Regions from separate parts of the Hordeum vulgare genome. Here region 2 is linked to region 1. Evidence: chromatin contacts called from public Hi-C data. All regions are on one chromosome and are shown on one strand. Each heading gives the region's core, a stretch centred on a gene start, on an enhancer-like site or on the middle of the called end of the contact. The rest is flanking DNA. Distances are from core to core; before and after follow the strand shown.

What was found. Hi-C and Micro-C count contacts between places; a contact is called where the count stands out from the background.
Region 2: a contact with region 1 is called in a Hi-C map of leaf, with 1.8 times the contacts expected there. The contact joins the promoter of LOC123407563 here to the enhancer-like site in region 1. A contact is called at or near these places in 2 of 6 Hi-C or Micro-C datasets (leaf and seedling).

The regions. Positions count from the first base shown.
Region 1 is chr7H:122,572,046-122,577,667 of MorexV3_pseudomolecules_assembly, forward strand. No RefSeq gene overlaps it. Among protein-coding and RNA genes, the nearest start is that of LOC123412278, 35 kb to the left of the region's middle. Within about 2 kb of position 2,701, at least 2 of the 3 cell types and tissues checked have open chromatin away from gene starts, as enhancers often do. A contact at or near this core is called in leaf, where this site is marked.
Region 2 is chr7H:123,006,351-123,011,972 of MorexV3_pseudomolecules_assembly, forward strand. It overlaps LOC123407563 (kanadaptin), which reads left to right and starts at 3,152. Exons shown (of 12, transcript XM_045100725.1): 1 at 3,152-3,840; 2 at 4,203-4,288; 3 at 5,272-5,351. The coding sequence starts at 3,368.

The DNA of each region.
Region 1 (5,622 bases), core at 1,451-3,950:
TATCTTTGGATTCCTTGCGTCGAGATACTCAAAACTAGATACTGTATTGATCGATTTTGATGATTTTTTCACTAAAAAATCAAACACAAAAATCGCGCCTCTCAGAAAAAAACACGTTTTTTCTGTTTACGAGAGGCACAAGGCACGACCGTGCCTCACGCAAAAAGGATTTTTTTTTGAGAGACACGGCCGTGGATTTTGCGGAAGCAAATCCATGACTCTCGCCGAACCAAAATCGTGCATCTCAAGGAAGGGAAAAATATTTTTTTGGGTTTTCGAGAGTCCTATCACAAAATAAAATTCATGCCTTTCAAGAAAGAAAAAAAAATCCATTTTTATTTGTTTCCCAGAGGCACGAGAGTGACTCTCAATGGAAGTAAAACCGTGTCTCTCGAAAAAGGAAAAAACATGTTTTTTCATGCAGTTTTTTTAATTGTCCAAAAGCTAAGGTAGACTGGTGGAAAACCGAAAACCCAAAAAACCCTAAAAACAAACCATCTAAAAAGCCGAATACACGTGTAAAAAAAGACTGAAACGACCATCCAAAACGCAACATATGACTAAGTTGAGAACGCGTCAAGTAACAACGCGTGAGAGTAAACCTTGAAAGGTTCATGAAGGAGCATTTCTCAAATTGTTGCTTCCTTCATGATGGAGGGTTTTGTGCAAAGTTATTTGAGCGAGTTGAAAGCCATTCAGAAACGATAAATCCTGTTAACTGCCGAAAGCATCAAAAGAACAACAAAATCACTAATTAAAGACTACTCCTTTCAAAGATACTCTCACCTCCTCAGGTTGCGACAAGTGACGTACTGCATGCGTGTCATTTGTCACAATCTGAGAGTTTTCCCTTTTTTCATAGATTCGTATTTTTAAAACGTTTTATTTTCTAAACCGCGCGTCCAAATCTCGAACCATGTTTATCGTTGGATTTTTGCGTCGAGATCTTTAAAACTAGATCTCATGTTGTTAGATTTTGACGAACCCTTTTTTCCATGAAAAAACCAAACCAAAAAACTGTCCCTCTCCCTATAGAAAAAAACACAACAGAAAACAAGTTGTTCCACGTTTTTTCTTTCATAGAGGCACGACCGTGCCTCTTACTAAGACAAAATCGTGTCTCTCACGAAAGCAAAATCGTGCCTCTCACAAAAAAAACTCCTTTCCAAAAGGCACGGGCGTGCCTCTCACAAAGGAAAAATCGTACCTCTCACGAAAAAGAACTCCTTTCCGAGAGGCACGGCGTGCCTCTCACAAACGCAAAATCATGCCTCTCACGAAAACAAAATCATGCTTCTCACAGAAAAAAAACAGAAAACACGTTTTTTTCCTTTCCGAAAGGCACGGCTCGCGAACGCAAAACCGTGTCTCTCGTGAGAACAAAACCGTGCCTCTCCAAGAAGCAAAATGTGACTCTCAAAAAAACAGAAAACACGTTTTTTTTCATTTCCAAAAGGCACGGCAGTGCCTTTCGCGAAGACAAAATCGTGTCTCTCGTGAAATCAAAACCATGCATCTTACGGATAAAAATACAAAACGCGTCTTTTCATGAAATATATATATTTTTGGCATTTTTCTATTTTCGTCAAAATGGTAAGAAAGACTGATGAAAAACCAGAACATCAAAAAAATCAGAAAAAACCAAATGTAAAAAGCCAAAAACACGTGTGAAAAAATAAAATAAATTCCAAAAGAAGCGCTCGAAACTCGACACGTAGTGGTGGCTAAAAATGCGACCAAATAACGGTGCGTGGAACTGCTCGCTAAAAGATTTTCAACAACGTGCTCGCTAATTAGACTCCGAAAAAACAAGCCTTCGCTGAAGCTCGGCAAGGCCTCAATTTGGACAGGCCCACGGCTGCTCAGCTTCTTCTTCTTCTTCTTTTTCACTTGTTCCTGTTTCCATTTCTTTTTTATTTTTCCTTTCCCTTTTATTTTTCTATCTTTTCTCGTGTGTATGATACAAAGTTCATTTCTTGTTTGTATAAAAAATGTTAAGGAAATTTTCACCCTACATTAAAAAATGTTCAAAAAATTCCAAAAATGCTAAATGTAAAAATCTAGATTTTTTTTTGATTTTTTTAAAATGTACAATGTGAAATTAAAAAAAACCGTTCAGTATAGATCACAAAATGTTCAACGTGTATTTACAAATTGTTCAACATATATCACCAAAATTGTTCAATGTGTATTTAAATATTTATTTATCTTAGATTACAAAAAGGTTCACTGCATTTTTAAAGCAATCAGTGTATATTAAAAATTGTTCGCATTTCTATTTTTGTTCACATTTTAAAAATTATTCATATTTGAAAGGTTTTCTTAGAATTTTGAATTTGTTTCACATTTTCAAACATTATTCAAATTATAAAAAAATTGTCACAATTTTTCTAGAAATGTCGAAATTTCTCCAAACAAAAGTGAATATGCCGTTGTATCTTTTTTTTTTGAGACGCATATGCCGTTGTATCTATTACTGTCAAGTTGGCGCCGAGTTTTAGAGCCATAATTACCAGGTAGACTGGCCGCCGTTTGTGAATTGTATCGTGAGGTCTGTACTTCGAGTCCACGCACCCATATTTATTTTTTGATGAAATTTTACTTCGGACAACTTCGAATGGGCCAGCCCATTTGCGCTCTCTCCAACGAAAGCTCAACTATACAACGCACGCGGGCATTCAATAGGAGCTCTCTCCAGAAGCCCAGGAACATGACTAGACAGGCACCCGTGAATAAGCCAAACTAACGGATCACTCCTCGGCATGGTGTGGTGAAGCTCAACGTCGATGCGGCAGCAGGAAAGGTAGAACTTCACGAAAGTAGTACAAAGTAGTACAACAAATCTTGGCAACATCCATCGCTTGTCCTATCCACTTGAGGAAGAGGTGCAGAAATGTTAAGCCGAATACCCAGACCTTTTATCTAAGTCAAACATCTAAAGTTGAAGGCCCCAACCAAGCCACATACTGGATCCGGGCACAAACCGGTCCTACGCACTGTCATGTGTCGTCGCCGTTGTCTTCCACCGATCCATCTTCAAAGATATACTGACGCATCGACTTTTTCATTCCTCTTTGCCATCAACATCACCACGATGTCACACAACATCCTCCTCCTGCACGAGCCATCTCCGCGCATCGGACGTCGAGTCTCCAGATCACCATGCCGCTGAGATCTGTCACCATCAATGTGTAAGATGAAGCACCGCTCCACCAAAGATGTCGTCAACTGGTCCCTCGGGCCCATATACACCTTCAAGAATGACGCCTCCATGAGAGAAACGACACAAAAGTGCCGCCTTCATTCAATCTAAGGATATATTGTTTCCTCCGGGGTAGCAAATAATGGCAGGAAACTTCTCCACGCCGATGCCTTCAAAAAGGGCACAACATACAACAACGTCTCCATTGCCGGCTTTGGCAGCTAGTCGAGAGCAGGTTTTCACCCAAATCTGTTGAAAGAGCCTTCATCACGCATCTCGTGCATGGGCCGCCGCCATCTTTGGCGAAGACTGGATGAGACGGATCCAGGCCGTCGCTGCGTGACCGGCCACGACACCACCATGGTGCCTAAGCAGCCGACGCCCAGGACCACCGTGCTTACATATCGCCGCACACCAGATCCGTCGGCCCGCTCAAGCCCATGTGTACCCGACGGAAACTACGATTATCTTTATGAGAGGAAGATACATGTCGCTTCGGGCTGCAAGATGGTAGTCGAAGACATACAATAGAAGAATGCAGCTACTTATGCATCAATCACACATGAAATCATACACCAAAAGGCTACCTTTATTAGTTGTATTATTAATCATGAATTTAGAAGCTCGAATGTCGAAGCTGACAAACTCGTGAAACAATCTTTATCTCTAGCTAGATGATGTCTGTCATGTTTGGTTAGGTCCCTAATGCTCTTTTGTTCATCCTTGTAAACATTGTGACCGTGCAATAAAAAATTCGGAGTTTGTCTAAAAAAATATCAGTCACACCGCCCACTAGCTTCTCTCGTTCTTATCAGGACAAAGCGAGCCTAAGAACAAGAACGACGTCGGTGAGGAACTGTCAATCATGAGCGCTCCTCTATTTTGTCGACAGACCGAAGATCTCCATAGGCTCGAGGGCCTGTTCGTGTCGGCCCAACCGATGCTCCTTGTCGTTGCCACTGGGCAACTCTCTCAGCTCGCGATCGAAGGGGAACACACACACACACCGTCGTCGTCGAGATCATGCAAGGGAGAGGATTGTTTTGCACCGTCTAACTGCCCTGACGGCTTTTATGTATTCCTTATGTTATTTCCTCCTTCTACTCCAACAGCTCGACCGATTCCTACGCCACGCCCCACCCTCGACGCGCCATCCCACGTCGAGCGGATCACGGCCACGATCGAGCTGTTGGTGGCCCGCCGCGAACGCAGCACGACTCGGCCCTACATTATGGAAAGAAAAACTTACAGACTCTGAACTTATCTAACCTGTCGGACACCTGATGAACAACAGAAATGAAGAAAGCATGAGCTAGGCTAACCCTACTTCTAAGGTCTTGCACGACCCAAGTAACCCTACAGATCACCCCCTTACTTGCGTCGTCCAGGCCGCACCTCCTCGATGCCGATCCTCTTCTTCATCTCGATGAACTGGACCCTGCCCAGGGACTTGGTAAGGGCATCTGCGAGCTGATCTTCAGTGCCCACGTAATCGATATCCACCTTCCCTGTCTCAACACAGTCTCGTATGAAATGGTATCTCAGGTCAATGTGCTTGCTGCGATCGTGATGCATTGGGTTCTTGCTCAACGCGATCACCGACTTGTTGTCCATTAGCAGCTTCACGGTTCTTGGCTTGGTGCCCTGGATATCCGCGATCAACCTGGTCAGCCACACTGCCTGCATCGCTGCTCCTGCTCCCGCCACATACTCGGCTTCACAAGAGGACATGGCGATTATCTTCTGCTTCTGCGACACCCAGGTGATTAGGTTTCTGCCGACGAAGAAAACTGATCCGCTGGTGCTCTTTCGATCGTCTATGTCCCCCCCATGGTCACTGTCACTGTATCCCACGAGCTCTACTTCGTGTCCTCCTCCTCGCTGGTAGTTGCAGCCATGTGACATGGTGCCACTGATGTAACGGAGCGGATGCCGTATCGCGGCCATATGCTGTGCCGTGGGTGCCTCCATATAGCGGTTGACGATGCCTACTGCATAGGCTATGTCTGCTCGAGTGTTTGCTAGGTACCTCAAACTTCCCACCACACTTCTATAGTGAGTAGCATCCACCGCCGGGCTCCCGTCGCTCTTCGACAGTTTCAGTCGATTTTCCATGGGAGTAGAGCATGGCTTGCAGCCTGTCATTCCCATCTGTTCAACGATCTTGCGGGCATAGCTGCTCTGGCATAGGGAAATGGAGTTGTCCTTCTGTTCAACCTCAATCCCGAGATAATAGCTCAGGAGTCCAAGGTCGCTCATGCTGAACGTGCGCTGCATTTCTGCCTTGAACTCTGCAATCTCGTTAGTGTTGGCTCCTGTGATGACAAGGTCATCCACGTACACCCCCACAAGGAGGGTATCGCCACTACCCCGCTTGTACACAGAGTGCTCCAGCGGGCTTCTCTCGAACCCAAGCGCTA
Region 2 (5,622 bases), core at 1,902-4,401, 430 kb after region 1:
AGCGTTGAAAAAAGATGCAGCACACCTATTTGGACCGGCCCATGCGTGGGCGCCTATTTTTTTAGTTTAGTTTTTAATTTTTCTTTTTAGTTCCATTTTGTTTTTCTACTTTAAATATTTTAGAACTTCAAATAACTTTTCTCAACTTTAAGAAAATGAGAATTTTGAAATAAAATATTCATTTTTTTTTAGAATTCAAAAAGTACTCAGGGGTTTTGAAAAATGTTTGCATATACAAAAAATGTTTAAATTTTGAGAAAATGACCATAAAATAAAAAAAAAGTCAATGATTTTAAACAAAAGTCCGTGTAACAATCTTAAAAACAGTTTGTGCCTCTGTTTTTAGTCTCGTTTTTTTATTTTCTTTTTTCTGTTCCATTTTTTAATTTAAATAATTTAGAACTTTGAATTTTTTTTGCAATTTATAAAACTTAGAATTTTGAAATAAAAGTTTGAAAAAAACATAAAATGTTTGTGAATTGAAAAAATGCCCGGGATTTTTGTAAAAATATTCGCATATTTATAAAAATGTTCATAATTTTGAGAACAATGTTGGTGAAAACAATAAAATTCCATGATTTTGGAAAAAAAGTTTATGTATTATTTTTTGAATGCAATTGAAAAAATGTTTGATAATTCAAAAAATGTTCATGCATTTTAAGAAATGTCCTGAAATTTTAAAGACACAATATAATCAGCATTATTAGAAATTATAATTGTTTTTCTTTCGTTGCAACACACGAGCTCTTTGCTAGTTTAGATCAATACGCTCAACTTATGTTTACATTAGCACAATATATATAACATTAAAATAAACTGTGTTCGCATAAGAGAGAGGGAGAGTCACCTTGTTCTTCACCAAATTCTTCTACTCGGTTCTTCTGTTCATCTTCTCTCTCAGATCTGACAGATTGTAGTGTTTAGATAAACTAAATATTAGGAAATCAAAACCAAAGAAACAAAAAACTGATAGAGAAGAGAGCTCCTAATAGCGATTTATCGAGAATTGCATCTTGCTACCGTCGCACACTTTGTGGAAGCACCCAACTACTGCAAATACCAATTTCAGGAACATTTGTGACACAAAGATTAGTGAAATAACACAGAGTACATGTAAACCTGAGAATGGTTTCACACTTGAACCATACCCATTCATTTATCTCTCAAAACCATACCCATTTAGTATCATTTTTAGCCCAACCAAAACCAAAACCACTATTTTTTCCACCCAAACCAATTTAAACCCAAAACATAATCATGGGTTTAAACCCAATACATAACCATGAATTTGCTTTAATGTATATATGATTGCACAAATTGACATGTTAAGAAATAAATAAGATAGAAAATGCATAAGTGCATCTACAGCAGTTTAGACACAAAGTAATCCTTGAGATACAGTCAACACACAGTAAGAGGCAAAAAGAACATGCTCATGGCTGATAAGCTTACTAACAAGTGTATTAAAACCAAATTGCTTAGCGAAAGCACAAGAAAACACTTCCGATTTTCATCTACTGTTTCCCCATAATACATAATTACATAGTGCATTACAGCATGCACGCGGATCAAAGATACTCATTCTCGATAGTAGTTGATTATTGCATATAACCAATGCCTAGAAACCGGTTTGGACCCATAGTTTACAACCGCTAATAACCAAACCGTTTAAACCCATAACCAACTATATCGAAACTGGTTTCTCCACATACCCAAACCAAAACCAAACTAAAAAAATCAGAGCCCAATAAAACCTGAACCAATCAAACCCAAAGTAAGAACCGAACCGTTACACCCGATGTTTTAATAACCATTCTCACGTTTAAGTACATGAACCAAGGTGAGAACAAGAGGTGGGGAGGATATTAAAATACCTATAGGCACAACATGCCTTGCCAAGGAGGTCAGCAGGGAGTCTCCAACGCCAACTCCATGGTTGGGCCGAGCCAAGCCACCTCCTGGCTTAGTGCTCTCACCTCCCTCTACCATCGCACAAACTCTTTCCCATATGCGCGCCCCCGCCGCAGGCGGTGCTCTCTCCCTTGATCCGGGACACCGACTTCTCCTCGCCTTCATTTGTGCCACTGGCCACTGCTCTCGTTTCATCCACGCCGCCGTCTGCTCCACTCCCTCGCCTCCTCCTTGCCTTCATCTCCGCCCCGCCACTGCTCTCCTTTCATCCACGCCATCGTCTGCTCCACTCCCTCGCCTTCATCTGCACCACCGGCCACTGCTCTCCTTTCATCCACGTCGTCGTTTGCTGCACTCCCTCGCCTCCTCCTCACCTTCACTATCATGGTCTCGTGATCGAGCTCTGACCTACCATTCGCCATATCGGACCCGTAACCCCCTTATTCCTCACCTTGCGTTGGAGCTCGTCCATGTTCTCTCCTACACCTCATGTGTGTGCCGCCATGCTCCTTCCCCATGGCAACCCGCGACGGTCGCGGTTGGTGCGGAAAGCAAGCACGCAGGCGATGGGCGCATGGAGGAGGGATGAGAGGGAGATGTATAGGAGAGGGAGATGGAGAGGAGATAGAGGAAGGCTCACGACGGGGGTGGCCGGAGGCGAGCGCGCGTGGACGAGGAGGGATGGGATCTAGGGGGAGACCAGCCATTCGTGTCAGATGAAGGCGAGGAGCAGAGGCGGCGATGAGTTTTGTCGGGAGAGGGATGGGATCGAGAGCGAGGGGGGGGGGGGTAGCGGGTGACGCAACGTGTGTTTGTGCCTTCGTGGGCTGCGATTATTCCATCCTCTCTCTTTTTTGCTTTCTAGCGGGCTGGGTGATTTGGGGCTGGTTTTTTTCTAGCGAAGGAGGGGATCATACGTGAGTTGGCCCATCGCGGGATGGTTAACCGTACGAGAGATGTGAAGCTAGAGGTGGTCGAACCATCACGATGACAGATCCCCTCTTTAATAATAGAGATCTACACAGGGATCACCGCCTCCTCTCCCATTCCTCTCTAACGACAGAAAAGCCGGGCACAATCCGCCAACTCAAGGAAGAGGAAAGGAGAACAGGGAAAGGGAGGGGGACAATGAGCGGTGGGCCGACGGCGTTGGGATGCTTCAAATTGGTGACATTCTTCCACTAGGATGTTTCAAATTTTGACATTCTTCCACTAGCCAATCCTGCCCGCCGAACGAAAAACGAACGGCCAAGATTGCGCGTGGCTGAGAGTTTCACCTGCGGAGCACCATCTCTCGCCAACGGCGACGATTGATGCCCCCCTTCTTCCCCGTCCGTCTGGCCGGATCACCGACCCAGCTCCGCTCCGCTGTTCATCCCCACCTCCTCCTCGCCGTCGTCCCCTTCCCCTCCCCTCGTCTCCACTTCCCCCGCTCCCGCACCCTCCGGTCACAGCCATGAACCCTACCATGCCTCCGCCCCCTCCCCGAAACCCTAACCCCTCCTCCTCCATGCCACCTCCGCCGCCCCCCAAACCCTTGCCGCCTGCCCCCTCGTCGCAGCCGGAGGCGGAGGACGCGCCGAGGCCTGACGTCTCGATGGCCGAGGCGGACGGGAGCGCTAAACCGAGCCCCTCCTTCTCTATGCCGCCTCCACCGCCACCAAGGCCCTCGCCGCAGCCGGAGGCGGAGGCAGCGTCGGAGCCTGAATCGTCGGCCGACGGGACCGCTAATCCCAGCCCTAGTGTCAGCGACTCGTCGGCAGGGGACCCCGGGGGGGACACCGAGATGGCCGAGGCGGCGCCGCCAGAGCAGCGGCAGCAGCCGCGGCCGCGCGCACCATACGCCATCCCCGACTGGAGCGCCGGCCCGGAACACCCCTTCTTCCTCGAGGTGCTCAAGGAAGGCCTCATCGTCGAAAAGCTTGACGTGTGAGTTGCTGTCTCTGCACCAGCAGCCTTGCGTTTCTGTCGTGCTGTGGGGCTGCTTACTCTGAATGCCTCTGGGGTTTCTAGCTCATGTACGATAGGAGTGGCGAAGGGCAATGCGTGCTTCCTAGTGCAAACAGTTGATTAGGACTTATTTTTATCTCTAAAATCACTCATGATTTATAGTTGCGTGAAATGAGTAATTGCATAACTACACATTTCATGTTTCAATCCGATGCATTGTACTATATGTGGCTTTTGAGTCCTTCACATTCAAAGTTCGTGACGTTGTCTGGTACATAATTACCTGGACTACTTGTTTTCCTAGATATGGTTGGTGAGATGACTGGCATTGCATGTCGCAGGTCTAAGAAAGGAGCTTACATGTTTGGCCGAATTGATCTATGCGATTTCATGCTGGAGCATCCCACCATTTCCCGTTTTCACGCAGGTACATTCATTTTTGCCATGCTCTTGTCAAGTATTTTTCGAATCGGATGCTCTTGTCAACTATGCCATAAATAGAACCAAAACTCGAACTCCAGCTAGCTATTTAATTTAGTTACTAGTGCAGAGCTAGTTTTTATTAGACCTTTTCAGTTCGAAGGAAGCAATTACTAATACTTTTTCACATTGAGGAAGGTCGCCCGTAACCCCCCTACCCAATCTGTCAGTCAGATTCATTACATTAATTAGATGTCAGGATGGTTGCAGTTTCAAACAGTAGTTTCTTTTTTGAAGCAATATACTTAGTCACCTTGTTACCGATTTTTCGGACAGCTGGGTGGAAACTGGTAGATGGTTCATCGCTGATATTCTGAACATTTTGGATGTCAGTGAGCATAAGTTCTATTCATGGTGCTAAGATATTCATGAACATATGGGGATGATATTCAGGGAACGGTGAAACTTTGTTGTAAATAATCCTTTTCTTCAGAGGGTAGTATTTGATTTAGAAAAGCTGTTTATCAATTATTAAAATTATACGGACAACCTGCTGGTGAAATAGGGTTGAATCAAGACATTGACCATTAGTGGAACCGGAGGCATTCTTCCACTAATTTGTCTAAGGACTTCTATGTGTAGTGCACTGTCTATCTTATTTTGGCAGAGATCACAAAGTATATGCACGTGGTTAACTGTATTGAAGTTCTGCAGTTGATTTTCTTGCATAAGTATGCCATGTATTATATGTATCATTACATAAAGTGTTCTCTTATGAGTAATTGTTCACTTTGTTTTATCATCTTTCATTACATTTTTAATAATCTCTGAGTGCAAGTTTTCTGGACATGCGATAATTATTTATTGTTCATGAACCAGACATGGTAATTATAGGATCCAAGAATTCAGCACTACATATATAATGATAATATATATTATTTTCTTGGTCAGTCTTATGCGTCACACTCATTACCTTTTGCGTTGTTTTAGTTCTGCAGTTTAGAAACGATGGGCAGGTTTTCCTTTACGATCTTGGAAGCACACATGGTTCTTCCATCAACAAAACTCAGGCACAGTCTCTTCCCTTTTGTCTTACTTCAGAGCAGAACTGAATATTTCCAATTCATCCAGGACTTCTAATATGTTTGTTTGAAAATGTTGATACTGTGCAACTATGTGTCCTCTTCTCATGTATGCACCTCATTGTCCATTTTTTCTTGGACACACACTTTCTTAAGGAGAAAAGCATCAATATGACGCAGAATACGTCATTGTTCATGCTATTTTGTTTTAAAAAGCACTGCAATTTGTGTTGATGGCATTCTTATTCTGTTATAGTTT